2 separate regions of the Oryctolagus cuniculus genome follow, and region 1 is linked to region 2. Evidence: chromatin contacts called from public Micro-C data. All regions are on one chromosome and are shown on one strand. Each heading gives the region's core, a stretch centred on a gene start, on an enhancer-like site or on the middle of the called end of the contact. The rest is flanking DNA. Distances are from core to core; before and after follow the strand shown. Region 1 holds the start of SPATS2L (spermatogenesis associated serine rich 2 like). Region 2 holds the start of KCTD18 (potassium channel tetramerization domain containing 18).

What was found. A called contact is a pair of places that touch in the nucleus more often than the background predicts.
Region 1: a contact with region 2 is called in a Micro-C map of ear pinna, with 5 times the contacts expected there. The contact joins the promoter of SPATS2L here to the promoter of KCTD18 in region 2. A contact is called at or near these places in 2 of 6 Hi-C or Micro-C datasets (ear pinna and an unstated tissue).

Annotation. Positions count from the first base shown.
Region 1 is chr3:39,819,274-39,825,063 of mOryCun1.1, forward strand. SPATS2L (spermatogenesis associated serine rich 2 like) reads right to left here and starts at 2,586. Exons shown (of 12, transcript XM_070070428.1): 1 at 2,018-2,586.
Region 2 is chr3:39,612,551-39,618,353 of mOryCun1.1, forward strand. KCTD18 (potassium channel tetramerization domain containing 18) reads left to right here and starts at 2,041. Exons shown (of 7, transcript XM_002712526.5): 1 at 2,041-2,180; 2 at 5,060-5,273. The coding sequence starts at 5,114.

The DNA.
Region 1 (5,790 bases), core at 1,336-3,835, 210 kb after region 2:
TAAATAATATGATGTTTTGAAAACGCTTCAATAAGCAAGTGAACGTGGCATGTAAAGAAAAAGGTGGTGGTTGAACTTCAAGGGGTTTCGCTAGTTCTCAAGCTACATTCCCCGAACTCCACTCAAAGGAAAACGCTGTACAGAAAGAATCCGTAATCAAAGTGTCAGGTCTCCAAAGCCTTGGCATCCGCTAAAGCCAGGGCACGCAGGGTACTGAAAAAGCTCCTTAAGTTCTCTCTCTCTCTCTCTCTCTCTCTCTCTCTCTCTCTCTCTCACACACACACACACACACACACACACAAACACCAATCCCTGGAGCACCAGAGAGCTCCACTCGCCAAGATGCAAAGCTCGGGTCGCATCTCATCCAGCGAAGTCTCTCGGCCCCTCGCCCGGACGCCTGCAGTCAGCCTGCCCCGACACGCAGCCAAGAGCATAGGGGAGCGCGAAGGACCCCGTCCGCGCGCAGGAAAACACCCCTGGTCTGCGGCTCCGGCCCGCCGCCTGCGGCCGCCCGCCTGCTCCCGCTCCATCGCCCAGCCAGGGCGCTCGGCGGCTACCCTTGTCACCCCCGCCTGCCCCGGCGGCGGGGATGCGAACGCGTGGGGACCAGACTACGCGCGGGGGGCGGACAGCGAGGAGACCCGCGGCGCCCGCTCTTGGCCGGGATGGTCCCGCAGATGCGGGCAAGCTCGGCGGCTGGGAGCGAGAAGGCGCCGGGCGGGGGTGGGTCTCACTCCCGCTCGGGACTGGAAGGGGGCGCCCGCGCGGGAGAAGGGGCAGGCGAGGGACCGCGGCCGTGGGCGATTCAGATCCGGGGCGGGCGGGTCCACGTCGGAGCGCGGCACGCTCGCCCCGGGCGCGCGAGGGTGCGCCGGGGTCAGTGCCTCCTCCCGCTCGCCCGCGCCAGCCACGGAAAGCAGCGCGGCGACCTCCGCGTCCGGTCCGCGCCGCCAGCCCGCGGCGTCGCCGAGCGCGGGCCACACCCAGCGCCCCGGGAGGCGGCGGGGGCTGGGCGGCCCCGGCTGCGGAACGCTCGGCCCGGGCCGAGCCGAGCCTCCAGCCCCGCCGCCGCGCAGGCCCCGCCGCGTCCGCCCGCCCGCCCGTTCGCGTCCCGCGTGTCGGCCCGGGCTGCCGGGTGAGGGGGGGGGGGGGTCTCGGGCGGCGGCGGCCTGGGGTCCCGGGCTTACCTCAGTGGCGGGCGCCGGCCGCTCCGTCGCGGGTCGGGGCCGAGGACCGGGGGCGCGGTCGCCCGTGGGATGGGGGGCGGGGGAGGCGACGCGGCGGTGGCGGCCCCTGCGGCGCGGAGGGCGGGCCAAGCGGAGCCGCTGCCTGGGCCGCGCGCCGTCCCGAGCTCGCCCCGCGCTGCCGGCGCTCGCGGCGGAGGGCGCAGCCGGCTCGGCCCCGGACTGGATTCCTTCACTGACACAACTCCGGCTCGGCCGGCTCCGGTAGGGCCGCTCCCGCCCCTCGCCGGCTGCCCCCGCCCGCCGGCCCGCCGGCCAGCCCGCCCCTCGGTGTCACTCACCAGGCGCACACACCCCGGCCGGCGCCCCTCGCTCGGCTCGCACACGCGGCGCTGCTCACGCCTCTCTGGGGTTTTGTATCCGCTCGCACGCACGTTCCGACACAGATCCCTTCCCTCCACACGCCCTCCCTAGCTGCTTTCCCACCCCACTTTCTAGAAGAATCCCCACACAGCTTCCGCACTTTGCTTGCCCCGCAGCAGCCCTCCTCGCCTTTCCCCAAACCTCCACCTTCGGGAGACGCCCCCTGGTATTCAAAGATTTGGTCGCAGCCCGCACGTGTTGCAAGAGAAATCATCCTCCCCTACCCGGGAAAATGAACTTTGCTCCCCGCGGCGCTGTCTACAAATGCAAGATGCTACTCCTTCTAGAAGGTAGTAATGCTTTCTGGTGAGGAGCCAAGCTCGAAGAAAATGTAAACAAAGGCAGCTTCTTCGGAGATGTGCTCAGCCATCAGGCTCGGAGGAAGTGCTGGGACTCTCGGGTCTGACCTTGGAACGCCGGCCGAGCCGGGGTGTCCTGGCCGCTGGTCCTCGCGCTGGGCTCTGCACGCGTGCGACAGCCGAGTGACAGCTGGAAGCGATGGCATCAGCCCCGGGGGTTCTGCCCGGGAGCGCGGTCCTCGGCCGAGTGAGGCAGTTTCTCAATCGTTATTCATGATGGAAGCACTTTAGGTACCGCGCCTCTTCCAGAGGCGGCAGAGTGAAATGCAGGCTGCGCTCCAGTGCCAGTGCCGTTTGTTTGTTTATTTTTGGAGGGTGACTTCTTACCTCCTTTTTTCTCAACACCAGTAACTGTTGCTCAGCAGCTTCTGTGGACGTCGAAGTCCACTACAAACAACGGACTTGAGCTGGTTATGCCTCTCCAGCTGCAGGCTCTAACGGGCTTCCGGGTATACAGCAGAATCGTGTATTGTGCAATGTTCAGAAATTCACAATTTGAAATAAAATACACCGTTGGGGGTAGAGTTCAGATCTTCTCACAGAGCGTGCCCCTGCTGATGAAGTACAACCGTTGAGAGCAAGAGGAGCCTGCAGGAAAGGAACTCATTTTCCCGTGTGACAAGCTGCGATTGCTACTTCATAGTCACACTGGTTTGATGTGTGGATCTTGTAATTTAGCTAACAAATATTTGCAAGTGCTTAGTAAGTATTAGCTCATTTAATTCTTCAAGCAACCCCATCAGTTAGTTTTTTTGTTTGTTTGTTTTTGTTTTGTTTTGTTTTTGTCCTTTGAGGCACAGAGAAACTAAAAACTTTACCTACATTTTTGGCTTAGTAATTGATGGAGGAAGAATTTGAACCTGTAGGTCTGCACCACCTGTGGTACAGGTGGGAATACTAGGTTCTGGAAGCCAAACTACACAGGAAGGACAAACATCATCCTGTTTGTTAAATTTAGGTAGAAGAGGTGACTTGTAACAATCAGATGCACTTTTGAGATCCTTGGACAAAATAATTCATTTAAGTTTGAGGGAGGGAGGAGTTCCTCCATCTCCATAATTAGATTTCTAAAATGAATAATGAAATATTACTTTCCTGGGAAGTACTGGAGATAACATTGAATTCACTCTTCACTCCTTCCTTCTGCCACTTCTTAATCCTCCCAGAGCTCCAAATCTAACTCATCAAGAAATGTAAACAAAGTAAGCCTATTCGGAGCTGTCTTCAGAAAGTACTGGGGTTTGGAACAAAAAATACTTCCAAGAACTGAGCATAACCGGAGGAAAAAAAGGGTTTTCGAAAGCTCATCCAGGGTGTACTTGAGGGCTGTTTGCCAGTGGGCGGGTAGTAGCTTTGAGAGGAACTGCCGTGTGTACTGGGAGTGAAGGTGTAAAAGCACTGAGTGGATGGGAAAAAAAACAGGTGGAGCAGTGGAACGTGGTGGCAGCCACTATTCCCCCAACTAGACTACCACTGGGAATGGAGGCCCAGCCCATTAAAAAGTAAGTGCAACATAACTCCGAAGAATACAATTACTTGGCTCAATCGTTAGCTAAGACACACAGCAAAAGAAATCAGACTCTTAAAGGTTTTATAGAGAATGCGTTTCAAATAATCCTAACCCTTTGGCTGTTTAAATAAATTTACTCAGGAAAATATGGAAATTTTTTGTTTCTGGGAAAGAGTTTAAAATGGAAACATGAGTGAAAGCTTCTTGCACATCACATAGCTAAAAGTATTTTGTTGAATTAGATATAGGTGATTTTTTTTTTGACAGGCAGAGTTAGGCAGTGAGAGAGAGAGACAGAGAGAAAGGTCTTCCTTTTCCGTTGGTTCACCCCCCAAATGGCTGCTATGGCCGGCACGCTGCGCCGATCCGAAGCCAGGAGCCAGGTCCTTCTTCCTGGTCTCCCATGCAGGTGCAGGGCCCAAGCACTTGGGCCATCCTCCACTGCCTTCTCGGGTCACAGCAGAGAGCTGGACTGGAAGAGGAGCAACCAGGACAGAATCCGGTGCCCCAACCGGGACTAGAACCCGGGGTGCCAGCGCCACAGGCGGAGGATTAGCCAATTGAGCCCCTGCACCAGCCAGTATAGATGATTTTAAAAAAACATTTGATTTACATTCCTATTATTGAATGAGGATATTAAAAATCCAAGAAAAACAGAATATGAGAAAGAGAGATGATGGATTTTTCATCGTATATTGAAATTTTGTTTCAAAAGTTACATTATTGGACAGATTCTTTTTTTTAACTTTTATTTAATGAATATAAATTTCCAAAGTACGATTTATGGATTACAATGGCTTCCCCCCCATACCGTCCCTCCCACCCACAACCCTCCCCTTTCCCACTCCCTCTCCCCTTCCATTCACATCAAGATTCATTTTCGATTATCTTAATATACAGAAGATCAGCTTAGTATATATTAAGTAAGGATTTCAACAGTTTGCTCCCACACAGAAACATAAAGTGAAAAATAATAGATGATTTTTTTTAAATGATGATGAAATCAGATCAGACCTATTGTCATGTTTAATCCCAGTGAGAGTCAAGTTGGGAGTTGATAATTTCTTTTCTTTTTTTTTTTTTTTTTTTACAGAGGATCAGTTTAGTATGCATTAAGTAAAGATTTCAACAGTTTGCACCCCCATAGAAACACAAAGTGAAATATATTGTTTGAGTACTCGTTATAGCATTAAATCTCAATGCACAGCACATTAAGGACAGAGATCCTACATGAGGAGTAAGTGCACAGTGACTCCTGTTGTTGACTTTACCAATTGACACTCCTGTCTATGGCATCAGTAATCTCCCTATGCTCCAGTCATGAGTTTCCAAGGCTATGGAAGCCCTCTGAGTTCTCCGATTCTTATCTTGTTTAGACAAGGTCATAGTCAAAGTGGAGGTTCTCTCCTCCCTTCAGAGAAAGGTACCTCCTTCTTTGAAGACCTGTTCTTTCCACTGAGATCTCACTCACAGAGATCTTTTGCCAGAGTGTCTTGGCTTTCCATGCCTGAAATACTTTTATGGGCTTTTCAGCCAGATCCGAATGCCTTTAGGGCTGATTCTGAGGCCAGAGTGCTATTTAGGACATCTGCCATTCTATGAGTCTGCTGAGTATCTCACTTCTATTGGACAGATTCTGTATCTAGCATTACTCAATCAAAATGATTCTCTGTGATCTTTCAGTATCTGCAAAGGATGGGTTCCCAGACTCCCATTCTGACCCCCCAAAGACCAAAATCCTCAGCTGTTCCACTCTCTTATATAAAATGGTGTAGTAGTGTGTGCATAGAAACTATGCTGTCTTCCATGTACTTCAATTCATCGCTAGATTACTTATGATAACTAGCGATGTAGATACTATATAAATAGTAGTACACTGTCTTGTCTAGGGAATAATGCAAAGGGGGAAAGGTTTATACATGTTTAGTGCAGACACCATTTTCCCCCCAATTTTTTCAGTAACACAGTTGGTTGAATGTGAATTCAGACCCACATGTCCAGAGGACCAATGGTATAATCCAGGAATCTCATCTCACTAATTTCTTTAAGGTGTATTCATTTATTTGAAAGTCAGAGTTATGGAGAGGCAGAGGTAGAGACACAGAGAGGGAGTCTTCCATCCTGTGGCTCACTCCCTAGATGGCTGCAATGGCCAGAGCTGCACAGATCCAAAGCCAGGAGCCAGGAACTTCTTCTAGGTCTCCCACATGGGTACAGGGGCCCAAGGGCTTGGGCCATCTTCCACTACTTTCCCAGGCCATAGCAGAGTGCTGGATCGGAAGTGGAGCAGCCAGGTCTCGAGCTGGTGCCC
Region 2 (5,803 bases), core at 791-3,290:
CAGGGATCATTACTGTCTGAGAGCCCTAGCTACTGTGCTTCGAAATCCATCACCATGTTCTGGGCTGCACTTCCATTGATTGCTCCCAGCCAGCAACTGAACATAGCAGGGATACAAGGGACTCCTCTGCTGGGGGACTTTGACTTGAACATTCCCCATTGACTTTGCTGAAATTTTCTTGGAATGGTGTCATATTTATGGCTTTTCCTAGCCTTCCTTTCCTGCACAAGGGCTGAGCCCACCTAATGTCTCTCCCAGTTCCCTTCAGATGCCTCCCTATGATTCTCTTACAGCTACAATGAATCTCCCATGTCTAATCTGATCTCGTGTGCTTCTCAAAGGACCTCAGCGAGCACCTAATAGTGATCCACTGGAAACAGCTCATAGAGATCCTTTGGAAAACTTGATGTCATCTCTTCATCCATCCACTTCTGTTTATCATGATCACCACTCAAGCAGAGCTGTGACTACCCCAGTCCATTCCATCACAGTGATTTTTTTTAAAATAGTGAGTCATTGTGCCACTTCCCTGCTTAACACTGCTCATGACTTCCCATTATGATTAGATGCTTTAAAATCTGTTCTCTTTTTTCAACCTCATGTCAAATCACTTTGTGATAGGCTCATCAAGCTTCAGACATACATATGTCCTTTGTCTTCCTACAAATTTCCAAGTCCTTTTCTGCCCCAGGGCCTTTCCACTAGCTCTTCCTCCTTCACACTCTTTCTCCATCTCTTCAGAAGATGGGATCATTCTCATCCTTAGCTCTCAACTTAAATGCCCCCTTATCAGCAAGGATCCGTCCACTCCAGCTATCATCTCCTTGCAACATTATCCTGACTCTCTTCCCACCTATAGCAATTATCACTTTGCAAATATTTCACTTAGGATCTATTTCTCCCACTTGAATATGGAAGGGCAGAGACTTCCATTTGCTTTTTGTACTGCTTCTGTTTTAAGAATTGTTTTTATGTATTTTAGTGTTTGAAAACAGAATATTTTGTGACACATGCCAATTATGTGGAATTCAAATTTTAGTGACCATAAATGAAGCTGGAACACAGGAATGCTTGCTCATTTATGTACTGTTTATCCCTTCTTTCACACAGCAGCAGTGTGGATCAGTTGTATACGGCCCACAAATCCTAAAATATTTACAGAACAAATCTGACTGCTGAACGAGGTGCATGGCTCAGTGACACTGTTTTGTCCAATCCTTCACTCCCAGTGTCTTGTCTATAGTTAGAGCTCGATGACCACAGATTGAAAAATACTTGCCTGTCTCCCAAGGTGATTAACATCAGAGGCTGTGGACGGGTTTACCTGTCCTTGGCTCTTTCCCTTCTAAGACCAAGCCACTGGAATCAGAAACCAATTAGCTTTGACTGGGGAAGCACCTTGCATAAAAGGACTGTTTTACTGCTCTTGAAATAGCTAGCAAAGTCCCTTCTACAAGGTGGGGTGCAGCAGGAACCCGAAATAACTCTTCTGGGGTTTATTGTTAAGAAAAAAATCAAGCAGTGCATGCAAAGGACTTAACATGGTGTCAACTTTACAAAAGTGTTCAAGAAACATTTGGTCTCGCTTCCGTTTTTCTTATAACAGGAATAAAAGTATTATCACCTTGTGCAGGGTTGTCTCACAGACTATTAAACAAGAATGTTCTGTATGAAAAAGACTTTGCAAACCACAACCACTATCCGAACGGATTTCTCCAAGTACCACGAACCTCAGCACTGAGTGGCTCTCTTCAGAGGGAATGAACCTGACTCGGAAGTGCTTCGCGTTGACCCTGCACAGTCACAATCTCTGTGATCTTTTCTTCTACAAAAGCAGCCTCTTGGTGGACATGACTGTCCCTCGTGTCCTACCTGCCAGGCCTTTCCTTTCCCTCAGGGACAGGAAGACCCCTCCTACCCACCCCCGCCCCCTGTCCACCAGCCCACCCCAGGTGCCCCAGGGGCGGGAGGACCGGCTCGGGGGCGTGGCGCGGGTGTGACAGGGCGGGGCCTGGGCGTGGCCTCTCTCTCTGCGCTGCGGTCGCCGCCAGGCCGGGCCGCACGGGGGAGCCGCTGGGCCCGCTCTGTTCCCCGAGTTGCCGAGCAGCCGCGTCGGCGCTCACTTCCGCGTCAGGCCCCGCGGCGTCCGGCCGCCGCGCCGAGGGCCCGGCCGGCCGCAGGTCAGTCGGGGAGGCCGCCGCCCCGCCCAGCCCGTGCTGAGAATCTGGGCACCGGGTGGGCTGCGGGCCCGGGAGGCGGCGGGGAGCCCTAAGGGGCCGGGCCGCAGGCTCCGGCTTCGGGCCGATTGGGGTCCACGGGCCTTGGGATACCCGGCGGGGCTTTCGTGGTTCTTTAACTCCTCCCTTTGATGCCGCTTCGGGGGAGGAGTGCCAGCCCCTCAGCAGTTTCTTCTCAAAGTGAGGTCGGGAGTGGGCAGATCCCGACCCCTCTTCAGACCTGGTGAAGCGGACTCTGGTGGCCTGGGGGTCTGCATTTTCAGCAGGGGTCCCTGATGGCTTTGATGCAGGCGGCCCGCACTCTGGGGGACACTTCCCCCACCACAGGGAGCCCCAGAGGGTGCATTGGAGGAGGGGGCCTAGGACGCGCCTGCGTAGGAGTGGCCTTGAAATGGGGAGAGTCTTCTGCCCTGTGGGACACACTGACAGCGCTGAGGGCGGGATGAGCACTTTAGTCCTTGGCCACCAGGTCTTTCAGATGGGCGGATGCCATCCAGTGAAGGACCTGGAGCAGGAGCGGTGGGGGGAGCCACAGGCAGAACTTGAGAGTGGTCCTACTCACGGACTATCAGGCTGCCCTAGTGTGGACATTGCACACATCACTCTGATTTTACCCCAGTGTCTTGTCTCATAGAGACAGCACTCGCTATGCGGTAGGAAGACTTGTGTGAATTAGGTGATGTCTGTTAAGTGGCTTTTACAGTGGCTGGCACCAGGGAAGTGATCAATAAAAGGTTCCCAGGAAATTATCCAAAGGGTGGCGGACAGACAGAAAGTTGGGATTAAACAAGTAGGATCCATTGTGGCCAGAAGGAGAAAATGCATTTGTAAAGCTGCAAGGATTCTAACTGGTACTTGGGAAGGGCACATAAGAAGTGAGGTTTGCCTTGAAGAACAGGAGGAGCTGTCAAAAAGCTTGTGGGAAATGCAGTGAAAAGATAAGTGTAGGGGGCAGGCTTTTGGCCCTTGAGATGTCTGAGTCCCATGTCAGGGTATCTGTTTGATTCCCGCCTCCAGCTTTCTGCTCGGGTGGACCCTGGGAGGCAGCGGCCATGGCCCCAGTGATGGAGATCCTGCCACCCACTCAGACCTGAACTGAGTTCCTGGCTCCTGGCTTTGGCCCAGCCCAGTGCTGGTGGTTATGGGCAGTTAGGGGAGTGAAGCAGTGTATGGGATTTCTCTGTTTATCTATCTCCCTCTGTCTGTCTGCCTCTCAGATACATAGATTTGAAGAAAAAAAAATTTAAAGAAGTTTATTTTAGCACAGAAACACTGAAGTCCGTGCCTAGCTTTTTTCCATAATGAGCATTTTCCATGACGTTTTTGTAGACGCCCTCATGCACAGGATTCCTGGGAGCTGGTCCGTGGGGGCAGTGTGAACCAGTCCCATCCTATGCCTCAGAGGTGATTCTTTGACGGAAATCTGTGGAGTGCTGTTCCCAGGACTTGTAGGCATCCATAATGGTATAGGAAGGCTTGTCCTTTGGTCCGTAATGCCTTCAGTCCCGTGGCCTTCCTCAGATTCTGACGGCGCGCACCCATCGTGTCGGGGACTGGCTAGACTGGAGCATCTGCCGGAGGATCTCGGTGATCACTTAGCACGAGGGAATTGACATGGCTGTTGTAGAGCTTTTGGGCAGCCATTTTAACGTTGTGTAGATAGGGTACCCCCAACACTGGGAAGTTGCTACTTCATCACGGTGTTTAAGGTTCCTGAGAAGTGCCGTAGTCGCCTGTGGTTCTCTGATCTCCAGAATGGATAAGAAGTCAGCCCTTAAAATGTCCCCAAAGCTTCAGCCATGTTAATGAAGCCGGATGATTTACAAGTATTATTGGTACTTTTAAACCAGCCTGGCTGCTGGTATACATATAATTCTGATCTTACTTTATTAAATTTCTCAGTGTGTACCTTATGAAGACATTTTTAATTGAAAAGGCAGAGTTACAGAGAAAGAGGGAGAGACAAAGATCTTCCATCTGCTGATTTACTCTCCAAATGGGTGCAATGGCAGGGCTGGACCAGATGAAAGCTGGGAGCCAGGAGCTTCATCTGGGTCTCCCAAGTGGCTGCAGAGGCTCAAATACTTGGGCCATTTCCCACTGCTTTCCCAGGCACATTAGCAGGGAGCTGGATCAGAAGTGGAACAGCCAGGACTTGAACAGGTGCCCAAGTGGGATGCCCGCACTGCAGGCTGCAGCTTCACCCGCTGTGCCACACCAGCTCCAGTACTTTTATGAAAATATTAATATCATTATACATAATAGTTGTCATTCAGTGAGTGCTTACTCTGATCCAGAGATTGTTCCAAATTTTTTTTTATATGTTCTGTTAATTATTTGATGTGGGCACCGTTGCTATCTCTGTTTTGTGGATGAGGAAACAGGAAGAGGAAGATAGGTCATTTGCCCAGTCTCAGAGATAGTAAACAGTGAAACAGCTTAGTTCTGTGCTGTCCACCGATCTCTTCAGTCTACACAGCCTGCTCAGACCTGGGGTAGCTGAGAAGTTATGTGAATACCGAAGGTCACGAGCACGCCTCACCTTTATCCCTGTATGTGACAGACCATGCATTATCTTCTTGAATGTTTTAAACAGGCACTTCAGCTGCTGTCATTTGGTTGGCAAAAGTTGATCATTTTCTGCAAAACCTCAGAGCCAAAGTCTTCCAGCCTCTCAGCATGTCTCAGATTTGTTTTGCCTCAAATCCTTCGATTCCGTATTGCTGGTATTGAGGAATTCACTTTAAATCAGTAAAATGTCTTGGATTGTCTGTTCAGTGTATCGTTGGAATGTCGGTGATGATCATCCTTTGTTTTCACAGAGGGGGACCAGGACTGCATTGCCTTGAGGTTTCTGCGAACGCTGGGAGGCAGCAATGGCAGGCCCCAAGGCAGAAGCAGAGGTGCTAGATATTCTCCGGCTGAACGTGGGTGGCTGCACGTACACAGCCCGGCGTGAGTCCTTGTGTCGTTTTAAAGACTCTATGCTGGCGTCTATGTTTAGTGGTCGTTTTCCTGTGAAAACAGATGGATCAGGTAAATGTCTAAAGTCTAGAAGCATGATTATGGATGTTCATTCAAATAGGAAGCTAGTTTTAATTCCCAGTGATTTTCTTAATTACAAAAGAGTGTATTAGATTAGTGTACTAATTACTGAGATCATTAGGGCTGGATGGAGAATCATTAAGTCCATGAAAAAATTAAATACCAGTTTCTAAAATTTGTGATGTTCTTGCTAGAAGTTGACAAAAGAAGTGAGAGTGTGTAAAGGCCAAACCATGACCTAATTATGGAGATTAGAAGTCATTACTTTTTTTTTTTTTGACAGGCAGAGTAGACAGTGAGAGAGAGAGACAGAGAGAAAGGTCTTCCTTTGCCGTTGGTTCACCCTCCAATGGCTACCACGGCCGGCGCACTGCGCTGATCCCAAGCCAGGAGCCAGGTGCTTCTCCTGGTCTCCCATGCGGGTGCAGGGCCCAAGTACTTGGGCCATCCTCCACTGCACTCCCTGGCCACAGCAGAGAGCCGGCCTGGAAGAGGGGCAACCGGGACAGAATCCGACGCCC